Linked DNA regions of Mus musculus: region 2 is linked to region 1. The links are chromatin contacts, called in public Hi-C maps. All regions are on one chromosome and are shown on one strand. The core of a region is the stretch at or near the end of the contact, and the rest is flanking DNA. Distances in the headings are between cores, read along the strand shown. Region 1 overlaps Akt2 (thymoma viral proto-oncogene 2). Region 2 has its middle 8.9 kb from the start of Sdhaf1.

The links. A called contact is a pair of places that touch in the nucleus more often than the background predicts.
Region 2: a Hi-C map of cerebellum shows a contact between it and region 1, with 3 times the contacts expected there. The contact joins two enhancer-like sites. A contact is called at or near these places in 3 of 39 promoter capture datasets (hippocampal neurons, liver and pre-B cells), 1 of 484 Hi-C or Micro-C datasets (cerebellum) and 1 of 115 datasets of contacts at active chromatin or transcription factors (astrocytes).

Annotation. Positions count from the first base shown.
Region 1 is chr7:27,597,504-27,604,901 of GRCm38.p6, forward strand. The region is part of intron 1 of Akt2 (thymoma viral proto-oncogene 2); the gene reads left to right. Among named protein-coding and RNA genes, the nearest start is that of Akt2, 9.7 kb to the left of the region's middle. Within about 2 kb of position 3,973, at least 37 of the 459 cell types and tissues checked have an H3K27ac peak or open chromatin away from gene starts, as enhancers often do. A contact at or near this core is called in cerebellum, where this site is marked.
Region 2 is chr7:30,327,569-30,334,966 of GRCm38.p6, forward strand. No RefSeq gene overlaps it. Among named protein-coding and RNA genes, the nearest start is that of Sdhaf1, 8.9 kb to the left of the region's middle. Within about 2 kb of position 4,518, at least 149 of the 459 cell types and tissues checked have an H3K27ac peak or open chromatin away from gene starts, as enhancers often do. A contact at or near this core is called in cerebellum, where this site is marked.

The DNA.
Region 1 (7,398 bases), core at 2,723-5,222:
TCATGGGAGGCCTCAGGAAGCTAGTGGATAAGAAAGCAGCAGCCTGTTGAGAAGGTACTTGGTTGATTGGGTTCTTGCTGCTGTGGTTCGTGGCCCCAGAGAGCAGAGAAGGACTCTCAAGTGGGTAGCCTGTGCTTGTGGACTGGAGGAGTAGGTTCAGGATGGAAGTTTTGGGAGCCTGAGGCCTGATGAGCTATGGTGCCGGCGCACATTGTACTCCTGAGTGTGCCCTGTGCACAAGCACTGTATCCATGCATGGCATCCTGGGGTGTGGGAAGGGCTCTTATTTCCAGTTAGTAGGTGAGCCACGGAGGCACACAGTGATGCATAGCATGCTTTGCTTATTTTGGTTGTGTGCGGTGCTTTCACTTGAGTTTATTGGTGAAGATGCCCATGCCAGGTCTTTTGTAACTTGCTGCCTTACTACCTTGAGACAAGATCTCTCACTGAGCCTGAGACTTGCTGTTTCAGCTAGGCTGGCTGCTCAGTGAGCTCTGGGGATCTTCTTGTCCCTACCCGTCAATGCTGGGGTTGCAGACCTAAAATTTTTATGTATATGAGTGTTTTGCTAACTTATCTGTGTACCATATGTATGCCTGGTGCCTTTGGAGGCCAGAAGAAGGGGTCAGATCCCCTGGAACTAGAGTCACAGATGGTTGTGAGCCGCTCTGTGGGTGCTGGGAGCCTTTGCAAGAGCAGCTCACACGCTTAACTGCTGAGCCCTCTCTGCAGCACTCTGCCTGGCGCTTCTGTAGTGGCTGGGGAGTCAAACTCTGGCTCTGTGCTTGCAGAGCAAGTGCTCCCTCCCGCTCCCTGAGCATTTTCTCAGCCCTGGTGTTTGAGACAGGACTTTGTAATGAAGCTCGGGCTGTCTGGATCTCGTCATCCTCTTGCCTCCGTTTTCCCAGTGCTGAGGCTACAGGCATATACCATCATGCCTGGCTATGTGAGGTTTTTGTTTGTTTTCTTCTGAGACAGGAGTTCCCTCTGTAGCCTTGGCTGGTCATGAACTTTTGCTGATGGACCTGTCTCTTTCTTTCAAATTTTGATATCACAGGTATATATCATCATACCTGTAGAAACAATAGAAACAAGCTTGATCTGTCTACCTACCTACCTACCTACCTACCTACCTATCTATCTATCTATCTATGGCAGGCCTGGAGCTTACTCAGTAGACTAAGCTGGCCCCTGACTCACAGAGACCCACCTGCCTTTGCCTTCTGAGTGCTGGGATTAAAGATGTGTACTACAATGCCTGGTTGGCTTGTTTTTATATTCCACTATCTCAGTAAAGTTTTATTGAGCCCTTCCTATGCCTTGTATGGTTCTTGTTCCTGGGATAGCTCCTGGTCTAAGCACACTAATGCAAGTGGCCTGGGAAGGGAACTGGTCTTGGGAAGCTCCTGAGGAGAGAGCAGGTAGGCTATAATGGGAAATCAGGAGGGGTAGGCTGGGCAAGGTTGGGAGGTTGAGCTCAGCAGAGTTGGCTAGGGTAGTTGGAGCTGAGGGAGTAGTCAAGGATACAAGGCAAGAACTTAGAAGTGAAGAGTCAGGGCTTCATGCCCTCAAAGTAAGGCCAGGGAAGCAGTGAGGGTGGCTATATGAGGAGAGGCTGGATGGCGTTCAGGTAGTGGCCTGAATGGGTGGGAGATGGGTAGGCACAGAGCCAACCATAATCTGCTTTATAAATGGGCTCTCTTAGGGCCCAGCTTTTCAAATTGGGATCCAGAGGCCTTGGTGGGTGGGGCATCTGGGGTAGTCTGTGTTCTTCAGCTAGTGCATTTTCATTTAGATGGTATTTTATTTTACAAAATTTAGCAGGGTGTGGTGGCACATGCCTTTAATCCCAGCAGTTGGGACACAGAGGCAGGAGCATCTCTGTGAGTTCAAGGCATGCCTGGTCTACAAAGTTTCAGAAGAGCTGAGGCTGTTATACAGAGTAACCCTGTCTCAAAAAAGAAAAAAAGAAAAAGAAAGAAAGAAAGAAAGAAAGAAAGAAAGAAAGAAAGAAAGAGAAAAAACTTAATATAGGCATGCTGTGAATCATCTTTATGATTTCATTCCAACCCTAGTCACTGTTAATAAGCCACTTCCCAGGCCCTTACCCTGATGGTCCTGGATTTGACAGTTGGGCTTTGTGCAAAAGCTGCCATTTTCTCCAGGCTTGTCACATCCCCATGTAATCATACCTCATTCAGAATGCCATGCCAACACAGGCATATAAATAAATCTGACTCTGTCTCTTTCAAGACAGGGTCTCACTAAATAGGCCTGGCTAGCCTAAAACTTCCTGAGTAGCCTTGAACTCACAGAGATTCTCCCTGCTTCAGTCTCCTGACTGCTACCAGACCGTGTCTAAAAAATTGTCTTTGTGGTAACATAAGCACATTCTTAGTCCTATTAGTGCTCAATCCAAGCTTACAGACAAGGGAGCAGATGTCCAGAAGAGCCCTAGGTAGCCCCTGGAAGGGGTACAACAAGATTCTGTGCTCACTGAGGCCTCCGCCTAGCATGCCTGTGTCCTGGGAGGGATGGGTATAGATAGTGCCATGATGCCTTCTTGGCCAGAGAGCCCTGCCCACCGTCCTCCTCCATCAGACGCCAGGTGTTACATGCCAAGGGTCTCTGGGGCTGCATAGTAGCTTCTAGTCATGTGCTCTGTTTGTATGCTAAGCAATTACAGTTAAAGAAAAGGGAAAGTGTGGCTCTGCAGGACCCTAGCTCAGGTGTTCAGTGTCTGCACTTCTGCAAATGCAAAAGTTGCGTTGGTTTGTTCTACTTTAAGGACAGATGTTTCCTGCACTGGTTCAGGGCATTGTCCTGTGTGATTTGTGTTCCTAGTTTAGGCTCCAGCTTCAGCCTGCTTATCTGCATAATGGGGAAGGTCGCACCACTTATCCATCAGGACTCATGTTAGCTTGTACCAGCTCTTTGAGGAGTCCTCCCACAAATAACTTGCAATGGGAAAGCAAGCCCCTTCTCGTTTGTTCCTGGGTCCCCTCTGAGCACCAGCCTTGCTTAGAGCACAGATGGGAGACCAGGGAAGGAGTGATGACAATGCAGGGTCAGCCAGTTAGAGGCCTTGCTCTGAGTGTGCGCATATGTGTGCTGATGTCTGCAGGGTGTCTGAGACAGTAGTGGCCTTGATATGGTAGAGAGAACAATGTGAGAAGAGTGATGGCTTAGTCTTGGGAGCAAAGGCAGAGGGAGTTGCAGGCTTAGGTCCGATGGCAGAAGTTTAGTCTCTTCGGCTGCATGTATTTTAGCTGTCTAGATGTTCCCATCTTGACTTCTTTTGTATCAGATATGGTTCCTTTGGTCCCCAAGTGAGGTACATGGTGTGACCTCACGTTGGGACCAGTGGAAAGGAAGGAAGGCTGTGATGCAGCCTCTCACCTTGCCATTTCAGGCCACAGGTCTCCATCTCTTTCCCAGGGAGAACCAAAGCCTTCAGAGGTGCTGGGCTGGCTCACTGGTACCTTTCTCACCTCAGCCTCAGGTCCTCCCAGCACGCTCTTCTTCCAGCTTTCCATGTGGCTTGTCTGGGTCACAGTTTTGCTCAGATGTTACCATCTACATGAGCCTTTATGTGACCTCTCCTTGGTCTCCATGATTTTGGACATCTTGAATGTGCTATATAATTTACCTGTTTATTTTGCCTTCTCCTCCCACCGCAGGGGTTCTGTTTGGTCACAGAGAAATCCTTAGTGCCAGTGCTGGCACAGTGGACACCATATTTAGGGATCCAGTGAATGTGGAGTGTTTGTTTTTACCTCCACCTGGGGGTCTAGAGCACAAAAGCTCTGGGTCTAGTTGTTAGCCCTCCTGGAATTATTTAAAGTTCTAGGTCTGGCCCTGTGATGGGTAGTGTTTAGGACTGGTAACAGTGGGGACCAGAGTAGATTCTGTCCCTACCAGCAGAGGCCACATTGCCAGAGGCAAGTAGAGGTCTGTTTTCTGAGGGAGGGCCAGGCTGAGTGTCAAGTGTCCTTGTCATTCAGGGAAGGTTTCCCTGAAGATGGAGGGTTGGGCTGAGAGCACAGTGAACAGTATCCTAGCTAGGAAAGCAGCGAATACAAAGGTCCTGGTAAGAGCAAACTCCTCAAGGGACCCAGACAAGAAATGATTTTATGTGTTGGTCTGCAGAGGCTGCAGTTCAGAGGCAGGTGGTCGTTGACAGCCTGGGTAAGGGCCTTGGGCGTGTTCCACGCATGCCTGTCAGCTGTGCTTGGAGAAGCCCACTGAGTGCAGCTGGTGTTCTTGGTTTGTGTGGAGAGCATGGCTGTGCAGACTGGAATACTTGACATGATTTCCGGGGGTTCAGTGAGGGGAAGGTGTGTGTTGGGGGAGGTGGTAGAGAAGACAAGGAAATCTGTTCTGGGCTTATTCTTGTCCCAGTCTCTGGCAGCTGCCTACACCTTCATCCTGCCTTCAATCCTACCTACTTCAGGAGACAGATGGGTGGGTGGGGGATGTGTGCTGAAGAAGAAAGTTAAGTCTTTTAAAAGCCACCATTTCACCAGGGAGGTGGAGTAGGTAACATTTTACATGTTCAGAAATACCCAGTGTCTCCTCCACCCACCAGAGGGAATAATAATAATACCTGACCCCTGCAGCTGCCGCTTAGGGAGTGTTCAGTTTGGATCCCAAGGCCACCTTGGTTCCTGCACCTGGAGCTCTGTTAGCACGGCCCTGAGGCCTGTTGTGCATGTTTTACTTAAGTACCTGCCTTCTTGGGCACTGAAGCTCAGAACTGGAGATCTCTACTGACCCTGTATCTGATTTTCTAGAAGGCCTTCACTAAATTAAAGCCAGTTCGGACTTCAAAAGTAGTGAGACCTTGTCTTAAAAATGCACAAAAGTACTATGAATAGCAATCTTTCTCTCCTTCCCCCCCTTTTTTTTTCTTATGTTGGGATGGAATCCAGGATGCCCATATGCTAGGCAAGCATGCTACTGCTGAGCCATTCCACTTAACTCTCTTGGTGGTTTTTATTTTGAGATGGGTCTCAGTAAATTCAAGACAGGCCTTGAACTCTCTGTAGCACAGGAAGGCCCTGAGCTTGTGATCTTCTGGCCAAAGCCTTTACGTGATCTGGGATTGTAGGCCTGTGCCACTAGGCCTAGATTTGGTACAGAATTTCTGTGTGTGTGTCTGTGTGCATACATACATGTGCCGTGCTATGCACATGGAATTCAGAAGATAACTTGTGGGAGTTGGTTTTCTCTGCCATGTAGGTCCTAGAAATTGAACTCAGGTTGTCCAGCCTGGTGGTGAGTACCTTCGCCTACTAAACCATATTAACCAAGAAATTAGTGCCTTTCTGGTGGCACCCACCCACAAGAGGATAGATAAACAAACTACTGAAAATGTCCAACTACAAAGGGCCACGGTGCTAAAGCACAGGAGACAAAGGTCAGAAGACCCGGAAGAAAAAATTAAACAAGAAATGATTTTCAGGGCTGGCCAGCTGTACTTGCTGGTGAGGACCGATCTCTCTCTTATGCAACCGTACTGAGATGAAAGAAGGACTGAAGGCCGGAGTGGAAGGACGCATGCATCCTCCCTCTGAGACAGGCCTCCCCCAAGGAAACAGCTGATAGTGTTCCCTTGTGACCACATGGCTCTGTTTTACCCTTTGTGGTTTACTGCATTTGAGAAAGTGCCCTTCTCTGCACTCCATCACAGAATGTTGCCAGCCATACAGAAGAATTCCGATTTGGGAGTTGAGATGGCGCAGGAGAGCCCAACTTGGGCCTCTGAGCTGCCAAAGCAGGAGTCTCCTACTTGCCCCGAAAGGTGCTTGTTTCAGCTTCCCATCTAGAAGGGCCTGGCCAGGGTGAGGAGGACTCCGAAGTCCTGAGGACCTGGGTTTCAACCCCAGCCTTGCTGTGTCACGTGTGTGGTCAGCTCTGCACAGGGAGGAGAGGTGATTAGAGACAGCCCCCAAAGGGTTCTAAGTACAACTGGTGAGATTTATTCTGTTTAAGCAGTGACTGAGAGCTAAGCATGGTTACAGACACCCATAATCCCAGCATCTGGAAGGCTTAGGATGCTCTGAGGTTTAGGGCCAGCCTGGCCTACACTGTAAGGCTATTTAAAAAACATACGCACCCCCCCCCAATGTTGCTGAGTGCATAGGTACCACACTAATCTTATGTATCACTCAGTAGCATTGTTTAAGTTGTTTTTAGAGCTAGGTGTATGGTTCAACTGGTAAAATAGAAGGATTTGAACTCAATCCCAAGAGTGTGCTTGGGGTTTAGAGACACAAGCAAAATCATCTTCAAGACATTGTCTTTCCATCTGTCTAACTCATGTACTATATCTTCAGTGGTATTCAGAGGTCCCAGTAGAAGCCAAATATCACAGCTCTGGGTCCAGATACGAGAGGTAATTAATACATGACACCAAGGACCTGAGCTGGCAGAGTTCATGGGCCAGAGGAGCAGAGTAGGGTCCACCTTGTCCTAGATGGGCAGTCTAGAGAACAAGCTACGCTCAGCAAGACAAGGTTCCCTGGGCTTAGACTGTGAGGTTTGCATAGACCCAACACTGTCCACATCCTCCCTCCACTTTGGGACTTGTGATCACTAAGGCCAGAACCCTTCCATCCTCAGCCCAAACCCTTCTGAGAGGTTGCACCGTCCGTGTCTATTCCCTCAGAGGCCTTCTATTCCAGTATGCTTAGCTTCTGAGACACACTGAAGCACCTCAGTGGCTCCATACACCTGCTTCTTAAGGGAAGAAAGCCACGGGCACAGGCAGGCTCTGCTCATACCACTTTGAGAACCATTCCAGACCCTTCCATCAGCAAGGGAAAAGCTGGGACTCTTGCCTGTCTAGTTATCGCTGGATCCAGTTATCACAGGCTTGCTGTATCGTGCAAACAGTGGGTGCTTAATAAAAATATGGAATGGCTGTAATTCTTCAGACCTGTAATCTCATCTACTCAAGAAGCAGAGCCAAGAGGATTGCAAATTCAGCTCTTCTTGGCCTATAGAGTAAGTTCTAGGCCAGTGTAGGTAACTGGAGACCATACCTCTAAGAGTTAAAAAGAAGGTTGGGGTCTGCTTACCGAGAAAGAGCTTGCCTAGTGTGCACAAGACCCTAGCTTGAGTGCCCAATTCTGGAAGGAAAGCAGTGGATAAAGTGAGCATATGCAGAGGCAGGCCTGGCACCAGAAACAGCTCAAAATGAGCTCGCTCCCCTCTGCAGCTGGCCCTGGCCACTCACCCCTCAGTGGCCTGGCTTCCCTGCCAGACTCACTGATGAACTCAGAGGCAGGAGAGTGGCAGGGACCTGCACTTCCCAATGGCAGTATTAGTGGGGGGTTCCTTCCTGACGCTGCAGAATCCTGCTGACACAGTGGCAATGAAAGCCTCCACCCCATT
Region 2 (7,398 bases), core at 3,268-5,767, 2.7 Mb after region 1:
CAGACGGTGTGGGGTAGAGAACAGAGTCCCCTGGCAGGATACTTATGGGTGGATAAGGAAGAAAGCCGGAGGTTGTGGGAAGGAGCAACCCAGGGTAACAGAAGAGACTAGAACACAAGAAACAGGGTCCCGAAAAGCCGCAGTAATGTCAATTAGAAGTCACCTGACAGGATCAGAGAGGCGAATGAAGAAGGCATTAGAAAACCAAGGGTCTGGAATCCATCAGAGTCACACTGCCATGTTCTCTGGTACTTTTCATTTCAGTGATCGGTAAAGAATTTCACTAATTTGTGTCAGCCTGCTTGAGAGGCTACTTGGAAAGCTGAGGTGGTAGGGTCAAAAACTCTATGCTATTCTGGATTATACAGCTAGTTGAAGACCAGCCTGGTCTAAGTAACAAGTTCAAGTTTGCAGCCACGGAGTTCCTGTCTTGAAACAACAATAACACAATTTGGTAGGAGAACACTTAACTAACGTGCAGGACCCTGGGTTCCATCTCCAGCACTGTGGGAGAGGGGAAGAGGGAGAGGCTGGGATTAAAGTGGAGTGCAGTGACACTTGTCATAATTACTCCTGAGCCTGAGGCAGGAGATTGGAGTTTGAAACAGCCTGGGCAACACAGTGAGACTCAGTATTAATTAAAAAAAGAGAGAGAGAGAAGAAGAAGAAGAACTAGGAGACACCAGAGGTTAGTAAATTGGGACAGTCATTAGGAATCATAAAATGATTCAGTAGGAAGCTGGCCAGAGGCACCATGAAAGTCATAAAGGATTCAGTTGGGGGGATCAATGGGGACTAATTGGATGGTCGGACCTACTGAGAGGTCAGTGGAAGTTAAATGGGGTATAATGACAGCCGGGATCGAAGGGCCGGGGGCAGAGACGAAGCAATGGGAGGTCCAAGAAGTTTGCCAACAGGAACTAGTGGACCAGCCCAAGGTTTGCTGAGAATCAGGCTGAGTGAGTGGCTTTGGGTACCCATGGGGCGATGGGGGTCAGAAGGTGAGTCTCTGAAGATATGGGAAGCACAGTGGGCAGAGAAGACAGGTCAGAGAGGGAGGCCCAGGGAAGGCTGTCAGTAAGGAGTTCACAGCGGAGTGTCCTGGTGCCTGCCTGTCATCTCTGCGTTTGGAATGTCGGGGCAGGAGGATCACGAGGTGGTCAGCCTCAGCTGCACAGCGAGTTCAAGGCCATCTTGAGATGCAGAAGGCTGAGAAATCAAAACAAAAAATGGTGAGCGGAGGGCCGGTGGGGGAGGGTCGGCAGGGGAGAACCGGTGGGGGAGAACCGGTGGGGGAGGGTTGGCAGGGGAGCTGACAGGAAGGAGAGCAGCAGCCACTGCAGCTGCTGGAGTACTAAGACAGAGCCTGATTCTGGAAAGCCAGCAAGTCAAATCCACAGCAGGTATGACGGCTCAGACACAAAGGGAGCTTAAGGCCAGCCTGGGCTACACTGTGAACTTCAAGTCAGCGTGCGTGACTGTCTTAGTTATTCTGTTGCTGTGAGGAGACACCACAACCAAGGCAACTTAAAAAGAAAGCCTGTAACTGGGGACTTGGTACAGTCTCAGGGGCTTTATGATAATTACGATGGGGAGTGTGCCGGCAGGCAGGCCCAAAGCTGGAGCAGCAGCTGAGATTCACGTGTTCTCAAGCTGCAGGTGAAGAGAGAATGAGACTGGGCCTAGTGTGGGCCTTTGAAACCTCAGAGTCCACCCCCAGTGAGATAGATCCTTCAACAAGGCCACACCTCCTAACCCTTCCAGAATGGTTCCACTGGGTCCAAGCATTAAACACATGGGCTTATGGGGGCCATACTTATTCAAATCATCACACTAGGCTAGAAATAAAGCCCGAGCCAAACCCCAAAACAACACCAAAGCTAAGTCCTGTAACTTTGGGCTTTTCCACCTAAACTTGTTCCCAAATAACAACTCAAAGGCTTATTATTTGTTAATAGATGCCTAGGATTTAAACTTTGGCTTGTTCCTGCTAGCTCATAACTCAACTCCTGTTTAAATTAGTCAAAGTTCTCCACATGACTGGTTACCGCTCCTCAGTTTCAAAAGTCCTTGAGTGTGGATGACAAATCTCACCCCTGACTATCTCCTAGAGTTTCAGTCTCTCTCCCTGGAACCTTCCACTTCCTGCCTTTTGCTATTAGGCTGTTGGCTTTTTATTGACAGGTGATACTTCCACACAGTGTACAGAGATCATCCCTACAAGATCCAACCACTCACACCAAAAACCCCAAGTGGGAAAAAGTAAGGGATAAAAGCTTAAAGGGATTTTTGTTCTTAAAGACAGGATCTTATTCTGTACTCTGAGCTAGCCGGGAGCTTACTATGTAGAGCAGGGTTGCCTTGAATGTCTGGTGCCCAAGGAGGCCAGAAAAGAACATTGGAGCCCATAAAAGTCAAATTACAGACGGTTGAGGCCTGCATGTGGGTGCTGGGACCCTTGGTCCTCTGAAAGGTGCTAAGTGCTCATAAACACTGAGCCATTTCTCCAGCACAGGAAATAACTTTAATCAGTATAACAATATTCAGAAGACAAGGAGACCAGTACCCAAGGCCCTGCGCCAGCAACACTGACCAGGGGATAGACAGAGCAGGGAATGGGTGGGAAGCATGGAAAGTTAATTACTGTTGGTCAGCCTGTGGTCTGGTTGATGGCTAGCCCAGGACTAGTCAGTCTTGGTCTTGTCCCTAATAAAAAGACGGTGCTGTTGCTTGGTGGTGGTGGTGGTGCTGTTGCTTGGTGGTGGTGGTGGTGGTGCTGTTGCTTGGTGGTGGTGGTGGTGCTGTTGCTTGGTGGTGGTGGTGGTGCTGTTGCTTGGTGGTGGTGGTGCTGTTGCTTGGTGGTGGTGGTGGTGGTGGTGCTGTTCATCTCAACTTATAACAACCTCTTTCTCCTGGAGCCTAAAAGGACTGCAAGTCAGAAGAACAGAGTAATAGAAAAAGACAAAATGGAGACAGAGATGACAAGGTTTTGTTCTGTTTTAAACTACCCTCCAGGCATGGGAGGCTCAAGTAAAAAGTCACTGCTTTTTATCAGAAGAAGCCCCCGATTTTCCAGGACTGGGGCTACAGTTCAGTGGATTCCATCCCTAGCACTCAAAAAGAACGGGGAGCAGAGAGAGGAGGGAAAAGAAAGAAAGAAAATTAAAAGGCATGTCTTATATTTTTGGTTGTGAGCCTAGCCTTTAACAGCTACTCATCTCTTGGTTGGATGGTGGTGGCACACACCACTTGGGAGGCAGAGGCAGGCAGATCTCTGAGTTTAAGGCCACCCAGGTCTACAAAATGAGATCCAGGACAGCCAAGCGCTACACAGTGAAGCCCTGTCTCACAAACAAACAAATAAACAAACAAAAAACCAAAACACAAAGAAGAAAGAAAAAGAAAAGCAAGTCTTTGTGTCTTTATTATACATTTTCTTCTTTTAAAAAGATTAGGCAGATCTAGCCCAGACTAGCCTCAAACTTGCTATGTATCTGAGGTTGGTCTTGAACTGCAGGATTTCAGACACACTGCCATGTCTGCCCTTGGCGTTTTTGGTCTCTGTGTATAGACCAGGCTGTGACAGTTTGCCTGCTCTGCCTTGTGAGAGCTGATGATGATAGGCAGGCTCCACCTTGCCAACCTAAGAGGGGTCTGTGGGAAAACTGTTGGTGATTCTGTTCATTTGACAGTGGTGTTTTATCATTGTTTTTGCAAGAAAAATGAGACAGAGAAGCAGACAGACTCAATCAACAGGCTGAGACTGCTTTATTGGAACATTGAGAGACCCTAACCTTTCCATGGATGAAGGTTGAGAACATTTAGAGGGGCTGGAGTACATCTCTTCTCTCTCTCTCTCTCTCTCTCTCTCTCTCTCTCTCTCTCACACACACACACACACACACACACACACAGCTACCAGGAAGTTGCAGCTATTTTTTGTGGTTTGACTGGAAGCACGGTGGGCTGCTTTCAATACCCTCGCATTCTGTTTCTGCAAATAGAGAGAAGGTCATGATGGGGTCAAGCAATCCTTTGTGGCTAGGGGCTATTGTCCAGTATAGCCTGACTCAATTTTTCGTAACCTGATGCCATTAGCCAATAGTTTTCCTGTGTAGTATCCTCCTTTCGTTCTCCAGTTAAATACTCTAAAACCCAAGGCCCAGCCCTTCAAGAGATTTACCACTGAGACACCCCCTCCCCCTCTCCCCTGACGCTCCCATCATTTATTTTATTTTCAGATCCTGGGAATTAAGCACGGGACTTTACACATACAAAGCAATAGCTCTGAATTTCTTTTTTCAACAAGAACTTGTATAGGGCCCAGACTGGCCTGAAATTTCTGATCCTCCTGCCTCCGTTTCCGGGGTGACGGGACGACCTTGTACCATCACGCCTCCAGGTTCTTATTTTCAGCTTGTGGATCGAAGTGATTCCAGACAACCAGGTTCTAGGCAGGGATGCCCAAAGGGTCCAAGGCTGGCCAATCAGATTACACCTTCCTTCCTGGGCTATTATAATTGGCCAACCAAGCGTATTACGCAGCCAATGGAAAGAGGATGTCGGGCCTGTCTACGAAGCTGTTGGAGCCTTTGCTGCTACCACTAGGGGGAGACTCTCCTCCGAGGTGAAGCTAATAAGCAGAACCAGAAAGGAAGAGGGGCTGAGACATGAGCGAAGCGGCTTTCTCTTGCCTGTAGTAGATATTCTACATCTACAGAGCTTTAAGAAAAGAATACATCCCTTATGCTGTTTCCCGAGCCATTTGACTTCCTCTCTTTAGTTTCCGTGGGATCCCTGTCGCTGCCGTTAAGTATCTCGCCTGGAGCACAGTTGCGCACGAGTGTCCTGGTTGTGCTGGGACTGGAGGCTTCCCAACATCTTGGACATATTGTGTCCCCACGACTCCACCTCTGGCAACGCTGGTAGGATCAGAGTTGGACAGAAAGTGTGTGGGGAGGTCATTGTATACAAGGGAAAGTCAGGATTTGTTACTTTTGATCCTGGGGATGAAGCACGGGACTTTACACATACGAAGCAATAGCTCTCAAATAGAAGCATTTGAACCTAGACGTAGAAAAGTCCCGAAGAGGGAGCAGAAAATACTGCTTCTTTCCCCACCCCCCACCCCCCCACTACCAAATAGAGACGCGGGGACGGCTAGATGGCTCAGCTGGCAAAGGCGCTGGCTGCCAAGCATGGCGAGCTACTTTTGAGCCCCGGGACACACGTGGTAGAAGGAGAGAATCGACCCATGCTGGTTGTCCCAATTTTAAAGGAAAGATAAGTCAAGATGAGATCAAGAGCACACAAGAAACGCGGAGGGAATAAGTGGAAATAAAGTTGATATGAAAATCTGTGACATGTAATGTCCAGCAGGGCAGCAGCTTGCTTCCACCGCCCTCTGTGGCCTCACGCTCTACCAGCGAGCTACAAACTCAGCCCAAAGACTTCGATATTTGTGGTTTGGTTTTGAGACAAAACCTTGGATTTGTTACGTGGCCTAGATTGGTTTCAAAACCCACAACCCTCCTCTACTTGAGTGCTGAGATAACAGTGTGTGTGTGTGTGTGTGTGTGTGTGTGTGTGTGTGTTTGCTGGAGAAAGATAGAACCTGCGGCTTTGTGTGCATCCAGCAACACTCTGCAACTGATCTGTAGTCTGACTCTTTGTATTTTGAGAACCCCCACCCCACCCTCCCTTTAAAAAAAAACAAGTCCCAGGTGTTGCTGATGCTCCTGGGGCATTTTGAAAACTGCTGTCTTAAAATAGCACCTCAGGCGCAGTGAGAGCTTTGTAAGCGCTTAGAAATGAAATCCATTTTTTTTTTCTCCAGGAGGCTGGGTATGGGAGTCCTTCTTGTTTTATCCTGTCTTAACTTAGAAGGTCCTCACCCAGGACCTAGGATAACTCAGTGAGGGACCCAGGTCTCCTCCTGCCTCAGGCCCCACTGACTCCGGACACCCTTGAGGGGAGGACTCACAGCAGAACTGGATGTCTGCCAAGGAGCTACACTGACACCGACTGCTTGGCTGGCAGCCATGTGCTTCCTGGCAGATACAGAGCACTTTGGAGTCTAGAAACTGAGGCCCACTTTGCCCATGCAGTTCCGGAAGCAGCTTCAGCAGGGAGTGTATCTGGAGGGGTGCCAGCTGGCACCCCTTGTTTGGCCCTCTCAAGAGTCTGGAGACACTATGCTATGCCGTGACTGCACCTGTGCTGTGGATGGTCTAACCTTGGACAAGGATAGCAGGTAGCACAGGACTGAGACCTCAGCAGCTGTGAGTCGTTGGCTGTATGGCTACTGATGGGACTGCGGAGGCCACACAGGAGGTTGAAGTAGGTCACAAGCAGTGCACCACTTGAGTAGCTGCCCCTAGTGAATAGCAACTACAGGCCTCAGGACAATGTGCAAAGATATCCTGCTTCCGGTCAGCTGGAAGAGCGGGTGATTTCATAGGCACTCTGCCTGCATTAAGGGTAAGGGGATCTAGGAATAAGGGGGCGTGCACAGCTATGGGGGAAAGAGGGTAGCCTGGCTAGTTTTATGATACCTTGACACAAACTAGAGTCATCAGAGAGGAAGGAACCTCCATTGAGAAAATGTCTCTGTAAGATCAGGCTGTAGGCAAGCCTGTGGGGCATTTTCTTAATTAGTGATTATTATAGGTGAGCTTAGCCTATTGTGTGTGGGCTACCCTTGGGCAGATGGTCCTGGGTTCTGTAAGGAGACTGAGTAAGCCATGGAGGGGAAGCCAATAAGCAGCGCCTCTCCGTGAACTCTGCACCAGCTGCTTCTAGATTCCTGCCCTGTGTGAGTTCCTGTCCTGACATCCTTCATTGATACTCTACCATGTGGAAGTGTGAGCCCGATAAACCCCTTCCTCCCCAGCTTGCTTTTTGGTTATGGTGTTCCATCGCAGCAGTAGAAACCTTAACCAGGACGGAGGGCAAGGGTACCTGATGCCTTTGCAAAGGGGACCGGGAGGATGACATGAGTTAGAAGAGAGATGCGAGGAGCGAGGTGTATGTCAGGAGATACAGAGCAACAGGGAAGCCAAGGCAAGGAGGTGTAGAGCAAGGATGCAGAGCTCAGCTTGGGCAAAACCAAAGCCAGGAGCCTCAGACACATAAAGAGCAGGTGGCTGGTAGCTGTCCTTCGTCTCCTCACCCAGTGTTGGCAAGGAAGCACCTTGTCTGAAAGGAAGGGCCTTTCACAAGGCAGTGGGGCCCAGCAGGGTGCCACCCAGGGCCCTGTGGGCAAGAGGAGGTGACAGCAGGTGCTGATGACCCTCAGGATGACCCGTCTGGTGACAAAGGGCTTTCTGCCTTCCCGAATCAGACAACCTGCTGATGGACCTTTCATGGAGCAGCTGGTACAGTATAAGAAGAAGACCT